3 separate regions of the Mus musculus genome follow, and regions 1 and 2 are each linked to region 3. Evidence: chromatin contacts called from public Hi-C and promoter capture Hi-C data. All regions are on one chromosome and are shown on one strand. The core of a region is the stretch at or near the end of the contact, and the rest is flanking DNA. Distances in the headings are between cores, read along the strand shown. Region 1 overlaps Plxnc1 (plexin C1). Region 2 overlaps Plxnc1 (plexin C1). Region 3 holds the start of Cep83 (centrosomal protein 83).

What was found. Promoter capture Hi-C pulls out the DNA fragments that hold promoters and counts their contacts. Hi-C and Micro-C count contacts between places; a contact is called where the count stands out from the background.
Region 1: a promoter capture Hi-C map of macrophages shows a contact between it and region 3, with 6 read pairs. The contact joins the enhancer-like site here to the promoter of Cep83 in region 3. A contact is called at or near these places in 5 of 39 promoter capture datasets (the 3T3-L1 cell line, 3T3-L1-derived adipocytes, macrophages and 2 more), 1 of 484 Hi-C or Micro-C datasets (nephron progenitors), 12 of 115 datasets of contacts at active chromatin or transcription factors (the 230-238 cell line, acute myeloid leukemia, bone marrow-derived macrophages and 9 more) and 2 of 9 other capture datasets (adipose tissue and liver).
Region 2: a contact with region 3 is called in a Hi-C map of Th1 cells, with 1.7 times the contacts expected there. The contact joins the enhancer-like site here to the promoter of Cep83 in region 3. A contact is called at or near these places in 5 of 39 promoter capture datasets (frontonasal cranial neural crest, hematopoietic stem and progenitor cells, macrophages and 2 more), 3 of 484 Hi-C or Micro-C datasets (Sertoli cells, Th1 cells and natural killer cells), 2 of 115 datasets of contacts at active chromatin or transcription factors (the HPC-7 cell line and embryonic stem cells) and 2 of 9 other capture datasets (adipose tissue and liver).

Annotation. Positions count from the first base shown.
Region 1 is chr10:94,925,731-94,928,430 of GRCm38.p6, forward strand. All of the region lies in intron 1 of Plxnc1 (plexin C1), which reads right to left. Among named protein-coding and RNA genes, the nearest start is that of Plxnc1, 18 kb to the right of the region's middle. Within about 2 kb of position 1,316, at least 14 of the 459 cell types and tissues checked have an H3K27ac peak or open chromatin away from gene starts, as enhancers often do. A contact at or near this core is called in macrophages, where this site is marked.
Region 2 is chr10:94,847,252-94,850,182 of GRCm38.p6, forward strand. It overlaps Plxnc1 (plexin C1), which reads right to left. Exons shown (of 31, transcript NM_018797.3): 11 at 2,571-2,750; 12 at 264-363. Among named protein-coding and RNA genes, the nearest start is that of Plxnc1, 96 kb to the right of the region's middle. Within about 2 kb of position 1,265, at least 34 of the 459 cell types and tissues checked have an H3K27ac peak or open chromatin away from gene starts, as enhancers often do. A contact at or near this core is called in Sertoli cells, Th1 cells and hematopoietic stem and progenitor cells, where this site is marked.
Region 3 is chr10:94,687,474-94,690,173 of GRCm38.p6, forward strand. Cep83 (centrosomal protein 83) reads left to right here and starts at 1,317. Exons shown (of 16, transcript NM_029852.2): 1 at 1,317-1,573. It overlaps Cep83os (centrosomal protein 83, opposite strand), which reads right to left and starts at 1,140. Exons shown (of 3, transcript NR_015524.1): 1 at 760-1,140.

The DNA.
Region 1 (2,700 bases), core at 66-2,565, 240 kb after region 3:
ACTACTGCTCTATATCGTGGAAGGGTTGGTAATAACATTTCTTCTTCACAGTTGTTAAGTTCTTATAAGGACTAAATGAATTCGTTTGGTAAAATGCCTGACACACAGTTACACACAAGTAAGCTGTACTTGTGGCCACTACCTTATTTAAAAAGGCAAACAGTTGCTACCACACCCAAGACAGCTAGCTGTTCTTCTAAAATTTCCTTCAGATCACAATAACCCAAGCTAGACAGAAGCCATAATTGGTCCAACCAAATGGTGATTCCAGTCACCATTACCAGGCATTTGTCCTCCTATCTCACAGAGAACTATGGCTGTCCATTCCCAGGGCTACTCAGTGAGACTTAAGGAGCTCCCTGGAAGGGTTCCTGGCTATATAGTTTCCTCACTGATAAAACTCTGCAGGTGAGCTGTTGGATCTTTCTCATGCCCTCCCTTGGGATACAGTTACAAGAGGCATAAGATATGCACGTAGAAAAAGGAAGACATTTTGCTTCCACTAAATCCAAGATGGAGGACGAAAACCAGCTCATGGAGATTAGCGCAGGAGAAACACAATGGGCCCTAGGTTCTTGGGGACAGAGTTTTCACTAAGTTAACCACAGTAGCTGCCATGGGATTTCCTGAAAATCACTGTTTAAGGAATAACAACCATAACTTGTTGGATCTAGCAGTGGGCCAGCCAAGAGGCCCTTCGCAGTAGTCAGAACTCTGTGGCTAATTATGAGCCTGGGAGAAAAGAGGAGGGCAGAGGCTTAGACCCCCCAGCAAGCTCCCAGGACCGGTCTGGATGAATGGAAATGGATTCTTTTGTGCTAAAAACACAGAGAAATGGACAGGTCCCTGTGAATGGAGAAAGGAACCCTCAGAATGCTTTTCTTACTCTCATTTTAGCAAAGGGAAAAACAGAAGAAAGAGGGCCTCAGAGAAACCTCCTCACAAACGGGAACTTAATACCTAGGGAGTCAAGCAGAAAAGAGGGGAAATCGTGCAAGCAGCCCCCTGTGTCCAGAAATTATTCTCACTCCTTCCTGCCTCTGGCCTGTCTTCTATTTTGCCCTTCTCTTCCCTTAGGGTGTAATTGCTAATGTTGCTCTCAGCCCATTCTGCCTAGTTTATTATGTGTAATTTCTCTCCGAGTCCCTGCCTCTGCTTGTTCGTCTGTGTGTAACAAGGTTAATGCCTCATAATGATGCTTTTGCCACTTCTGTCTTTCATGACAAAATCCAATCTCGATTCAGCTCTAAGCCCCATCTCCCTCTGGGTTTTCCCGGTTCCCTCAGAGCTGTCCCTCCACTTCTCCTTCCTGCCGCGTCTCACCATAACCACTCGCACGCTTACAGTTTAGCTCTCACTGAGGGGAAACTTCTCTCAGCCAGAGGAAAAAGCACCCTTCTCTCAAATGATGATTAGACTGAGAGGTCTGGACCCAACATGGCAACCTGGGACCAGGCCATCGAGGGTGGGGAACAGGACATGGGCTGATGGACATGTTCCCGTGTGTGTGCATGCATGCAGGCCAGTACATAAGGAGTAGTGAGCATATCTAGTAGTTTGATGGCCATGTCATACTATTTTTGTCTGCAGTGATCACCAGAGCTGTGGTCCACACTGTTCACTGCACAAGTCCAAAGGGAGCACCAGTCATGATTTCTAGGACATGAAAAGGCAGCCTCAGCTTTGCCTCCTAGGTGACCAAAGATGCCATACAAGGTCTACCCAATGAAGTTCCTGCAGTAAGGCACACAGGAAATATCCACAAAGCTGGGCCTCCAGTGCTGGGGACCGAGAGAGAGAGAGAGAGAGAGAGAGAGAGAAAGAGAGAGAGAGAGAGAGAGAGAGAGAGAGAGAGAGAGAGAGAGAGAGTTGAGCTTTTTACTCAAACCCAGTGCTAAGAAGACTCCTGAGGTTGGTTTTTCCTTATAAGACAAAGGCGAATGAATGGCAGCTGGTGCTTATTAATTTCTCGGGTTTATAAAATGCCCTCTTGGGCAGTTCATCTTGTATTCTGTTCCCTTGGGTTACTCTTGTTTTCAAACAGGGTCTCCATCCTTTGCTATTTGTGATTCATCAGGGACCCGGTTAGTAAGACTCTGAATTCCAATTTCTAGTCTCTGACAGTCTGCTTGATTTGGGCAAGTGGGTTTCTTCGGGTCACCACATTGTACAATGGACACATCCCTACCTCGTGCCCCGCCTAGCTCCAGCACTGCCGCGAGACTCAAGTGACATCGTGTGCATGACAATAATTAGGAAGTCATCGTCATCAAGCTAAAGAACTGGAAACAAAACAAACCAAACAAACCAAACAAACCTTTTACTCAAGTTAGAGTGGGACTTCATTAGCTGCTCAGGTTGTCACGTTCTTCCAGTTCTTCTGGAACAGACAGCATCGACTGGGTTCCAGCTAAGTTTATGACATGTATGGGGCCATCCAAGGGGACATTTTCATAGGGATTCAGAGTCATGGGAGGAACCCAAGGTGTGCAGGAGGCTGATGCAGAAGGGGGCTGAGGGAAGAGCTGTGTGACAATGTCTCAGGGGATAGCTCCCCTGCAGAAGACACTTGAAAGAGGCACAGACTTCACATGTCCTTCTATTCCTGCCCTGAGTCGTCCACTTCCTCATCCTACCTGCTGCTAAAGCCCCCTCTCCAAGACCATTCTACTTCCTCCTTCGGGTTTTATGTTCCTGGTT
Region 2 (2,931 bases), core at 15-2,514, 160 kb after region 3:
CTTTCACACCTATTCAGAAGTGTTATCTGATTAAAGCAACGTGCTACATGCGTCGCACGAGGAGAACGTGGCAGGTCTTAACACATGAAATTCTTTTCTGGTTCCTCTATGCGGCAACCCCAAATAACTCCAAGAATGAGATCTTTCCGTCACAGCAGAGACAGTATAGATCACATGAAAGCAAAAGTTTATAATGCCGAAGTCGTAGAAATGAAACATACCCTTCCTCCAGCCCCCCCCCCCCCCAGTTTAGTATAACTTACATTTATGTTCACATTTGCGTTTCCCTTCAGCTCGTGTGAAATGATGAGGTTGTCGATGACGTCAAAATTTCTGCCCATGATGGTTATGTTTTGCCCACCGCTGCAAGGGATCGAAGGGCAAGGGTGAGCCACCGGCGTTCACGATTTCAAACTAAACTATTAACTGATTCACAATTAATGTTAAGCTCGGTCATATTTGGGAGACAAGGAACCAATTTCAATTTAAAAGACGTTGATAATTTTAGAAGTCTTTAAATGGTACTGGCTGCAGACTCATGGTTTCTAAGACATACATATAAAAAAATACAGGTCAGCCCCGTTTCAGTTCTGGGAAAGTGCCCAAATTCTTTAATAGAATCGGAGCTTTCTTGTGGTCTTTCGCCACACATAACCAGATCATCTGCTGTACCTTGGAAGCATTTCACGGGACAAAAATCTCATTTGATTACAGTTTAATCTATGAGAAGATGACCCGCTCTCACAATTTCCACGACCAAACCCTCTAACCCACCAATTATATTTTATTTATAGTTTATTTATTTAGAGGGAAACAGGGAACACACGATAGGTGGACAAGCTAAAATGGCGAGTGACCTTAGAAGTTTGTATTCTTGTTTAAGATATGGGATTTCAGTGTACGGGGAAGGTACACAAATCTCACCAAAACCAAACAGTGATTTCACCTAGTCTCAAGGTGTCACCAGATAACATCGGAGTGGTCACCCAGTGTGAAAGAAACAGCTGCCTACAGCTCTGGTTATTCTCATGGGTCACCAGACACTTGTTCTGGGGTGGCAGGTCCACCCCAGACACTGTATGGCCACTTGACAATCTGCCTCAATTTTAAGAAAACCAACCCAAACATCTTCTCCTGATTCCAGATGGTGGCACCTCCTCCTTCTTGCTCAAGGATGAGGAGCACTGAGACTCAGGGGCTCAGCACAATCATGGTGACAGGCAGCCATTTGATGAGGAGGAAGCAGAGTATTGTGGTAGAAACCACGCATCCTGGGCCCAGCTCTCAGGGAGCTACGTATATTGCTTGAACTGCAGCCGTGCCTTGGTTCACCCCTGCCAAAGGGACAACCCACCGTTGGGTTCTCAGAGTTTTTGTAAGGTTTAACCAGGTCAGCAGCTATACCATGACTATGTGGTGAGTGCCACATCCGGGTTACTACTTATACATAGGGCATACTTAATCTCAGAGCGGAGGGTTGCAGGTAAGAGCCTTGCTTTTGAAATCTCAGTCTTCCCTATGCCACTCCAATGGGCTGCAAAGTTTGCATGGGGAAGCCCTGACTCAGAAGAAGGCTGAAGATAGAGAGATTGGGGGTGGAGGTGGGGAATAGGCAAATGCTAGGCAGTATTTTACCACTAAACCATACCTGAGATTAAGGTCATTAAAGAGGTAATGGAAATTCAGGGCATTCACTGGAGTGACTGATGGCATTCTGAAAAAGCTTAGGGCACAGTCTTAGATGGAGGGACAGGGGAGAGACAGCTGCCTGAAAACTCTGCAAGACGCTGCCTTGCAAGGGGCTAAACTTCCTCCCACCTCGGAGACGTACAACCTGGAGGAACTCCCATTTCGGCTGTCTAAGCTGTCCGGTCTGACTTCTATTATCACAGTTGAGCAAACCCAGCTGCTTCCCAAGGTCATCTCAAGTAAGAGTACAGGAGATGTTTTGTCTCTTTTTCCTTCCAATTTATTTTCCCTCATTGCTTTGTCTGTGGTTTTATCTCGAAAGGTACGTGAAAAGTTAACTTCGTGTGAGATGAAGAAAATCTCGTTGGGGTTATACACCAGAACCTAAATGTGAATTTAAATTTGACTAGAGAGAGACATTTTTCCCCATTAATATATTGTATTCATCTCAAAGAGTTTATTTTGGAGTTTTTTAACCCTCAAACAGGACCTTTGAAATGTAGAGGCTCCACGCAGGCTCCAGTATTTCCCCCAAAGCATTCAAAGCAGCTGAGTCTAAAAGTTAGCAAGTGAAACCTGTGAGTGGGGAGTCTTACATCACGAATGGGGAAGGCAGGTGACACAGAAGGCCACAGCAACCTGGGCTAAGAACAGTCATTGTGGTTGAACAAAACGTTTGAGCTGTGAGTTTCCTAGTAGCCATGGTGAAATAAAAACAGGCTATGCTCACAGTCCTTGTGGTCAGACAGGAGCAGTTTTCTAGAAATAATTCCTAGGAGGAACACCAAGAGGAAAATTTAGGTGCAACTACCATCGCCATGATCTTATGTACATCACCCTTCACCGGAAGAAGAGAAGCCCTCTGTGGATCCAGACAGTACCTGATCCAGGTGGTGGCAGGAACTATCAGGGAACAATGTGGCAGAGCAATGTAGGACAGAGCCCCTGCAGACGAGCAGGTCCCACCGTCAAACTGGATGCAAACGTCTTTCATTTCTTTGCGGCTTGATGGAAGTGAGAATTTCATATGCGTGTCATTTAGCACATGGCTAACCCGGATCCTAGAAAGGGGTCATGAAAGGAACTCTTACATGACACAGACACTTAGCACAGTTGATTGCTCAAGGTGACGACCCATGAATTGCACTCGAAGATGGTCAAGAACAGTTTCGAGAGGCGGACTAGTCAAGGGCCGCCTGTTGGGTCTGGCTCTCTAAGGCTGGGTTCCTCTTTCTTCTGTGT
Region 3 (2,700 bases), core at 67-2,566:
ATTTTTAACGGTTTAAATGTTCATCTAGCATTTACTCTTCTCTGAGAAATAAAGTTTTTCTTCAGTTGTTAGTCATCTCTCCAGTCTTCTCCTCACTTTCCAGTGATTCTATTTTATTTAATTTATTTTATTTTTTTAACGGATATTTCCACTGGTTACAAATGATTTGATTTGATTTCAGGATCTGGGGAATCCGTAACGCCTAATTGAATTTACAGAACTAGGGATTAAGATAATCTATAAAAATGCTGCGGCACTTGATATAGGACTGTTCAGCAAATTGTTACTGTCAATGTCTCTCACACACACAGGACTTCTGCTTTCTCTATTCTGATCGTGAATGTGTCTCCCACATACCTCCTTTATATAACCTACCCATAATAGTATGCACCCTCATTTCTAGAAAAAATGGTGACAGCTCAGTTACCACTCTACCCAGAGCCCGGATCTAGTCATCTCCTGCATGTTCATGAGAGGTGAAGATAAGCTGTGCTTCATAATGCACTGTGGCGATCCAAGGCCACAGTATGGAGGCACTCAGCAAGCATGGGTATAGACGGGATGCATGTTTCTCCCATCGCCCACCCTGAAACGCGAAAAGCCTAATTTACCTTAGCTTTTAGGTCACAAATATTATCAAAGCTGTCACCAAGTGTCAATTTAGTTTGCAGCCTGGAGACCAGGAGCCCACCCTGTTATATTACCCCTAAGAGCAGGCGGGCCTACAGGATGGGCCTGGGGCAGGAAGGAGGTCCTGACCTGACTTCCCTGGTGGCAAGCTGGGGGCGACTCCGCACTCACAGGCTGACTGGGTGCCAGAGCCCGGAAAATCCGCCCAGCAGGCACGATGACAAGGCGGGCGGGAACAGAGGTGGCGGCGAAGAGCACCGTCCAAGCCCTCCGAGAAGGAAGTGTGACAAGGGCACAGAGTCCCTCAGCCCACCGGGAGTCGGGCGTGAGGTGACATCTGCCGTTCCCCGGGCTCGCGGGCTTCGGTGCGGCCCACAGGGACGTCCCAGAGTGGCATCCTCACTTTTTTTTTTCCCCCACAGCGGCAACAGCTACCCGCGTAACCGTCAGCCCGCTCCTCTCACCAACGGCTCGGACCTTGGGCGGCGCGCGGTGCTGATGACGTAGGACGGGGAGGCGGGACTTCCTGCCTCGCGCCTCGCCGGGGCTCGGGACGCGCGCGGTCCGCTCGGGAGTGGCGGACGGCGGGCTGAGGGGGCGGCGTGTCGGCCGAGGAGGGCGGGCCGCGGAGGAGGAGCCGGCCTTGCAGCCGCCGCCCTCTCAGCCCTCCGAGTTTCCCGGGCTACCTCAACCTTTCCCGAGGCGTGGGTGCCCTCGCGGACCGTCCGGCTCCTCGGTTCGCCTCCAGCCCCGCGGCGGCAGCGGCCGCTTGGACCGCTCCGGGCCCCACACCCCAGCCGGTGGGACCGTCCCGAGCCCTCGGCCCCAATGCCTGGGAGAGCAGAGCGGAGTGGGTGGCGGTGGTTGGAGCTGTGCCGGGGGCTCCCGGTGGCGAGCGCGGCTGCTGTGCTGGGGCGAGCAGCGGGGACCGTGTGTGAGTTTGGTAAGTCACCTCTCTTCTTTTTAGGCGTGCTGGGCGTCTGCTTGGAAGCCTGCGGCACTCCGCGCCCGCCCTTGGACCCGGGTTTTGTTTCCTGGTGAAGCAGTGTTAGCCGGTGTTAGGAAGGCAGGCCCTGAGATGAGTTCTGGATGCAAGGTTTTTCTTTTCTTTTTCTTTTTTAAAGCACGTGAAACTCCTTTCGGGGCTCTTTGGTGCACTGCGGCACGGTAGCCAGCGGAGTCATGGGGTTAGTGTAAAGCACCTCTAGGTTAATTGGTGGGGGAAAAGCCACGCTGTCATCATTTTCCTTGTCCTTAAAGGTAGTCATAGCAGTGAGGTTTGCGGATGTTGCTGAGGTAAGGTCTGAACTGTGGGAAGTGTATTTTGGGCTTGGTACTTTGGCAAGTTCTTAGTCCAGTTTCTGACTATGATAAAAAGACTCTTGGCTTTTTAAAAATGCCCTAGAGGGCATTTAAGTGTCTTTAAGTCTTTGCTTACCTTCTAATTATCAGACCACTTTCTTCTCGAACATGTTGAGGATCAGGCTAAATTTGTTCTGATGATTTTTTTTTAAATATGTAGTGAATTCATAATATGTTCAGGCTGTTAGTATAAAGTACTAAACTGAGATTTAAAGTACCGAGTAGGTTGTTAAAGCCGTGCTTCTGTTACCAAGCAACATCACCGTAAACAAGTCTAATATTCAACTAGAACATAAGTAAATGTGGCCTGTTAATCTGAGTTTGGAGCGAGTTGGAGCTCTTCAGATTTATGCTTTTAGTTTATAGGTGGCTACATTTGTTGCCTTTTGTAGTCAGATTTCAAATAAATTTTATCTAGAATTATTAGAACACTTTGATTGTTTTTGTTGTCACACAAGACTATGGAGAGTTGTAAATGGATTTGAGTTCTTTTTGGTTGTTACATATTCCGGAGTATGCTGGGTATTTCTCTTTGAGTATTTCTTTTCTAATGAGATAAAGTATGCAATCTGTATTTAATAATATTCTTAAATAAAAAGATTATAGCAATTTAGAGTTACATACATTTGAGAGATTGTGAAACAGTACAAGTTTTTAAGCCTTGGCTTAGCAGTAGCCTTGGTCTACATTTGTTGAACCCTTAGTGAT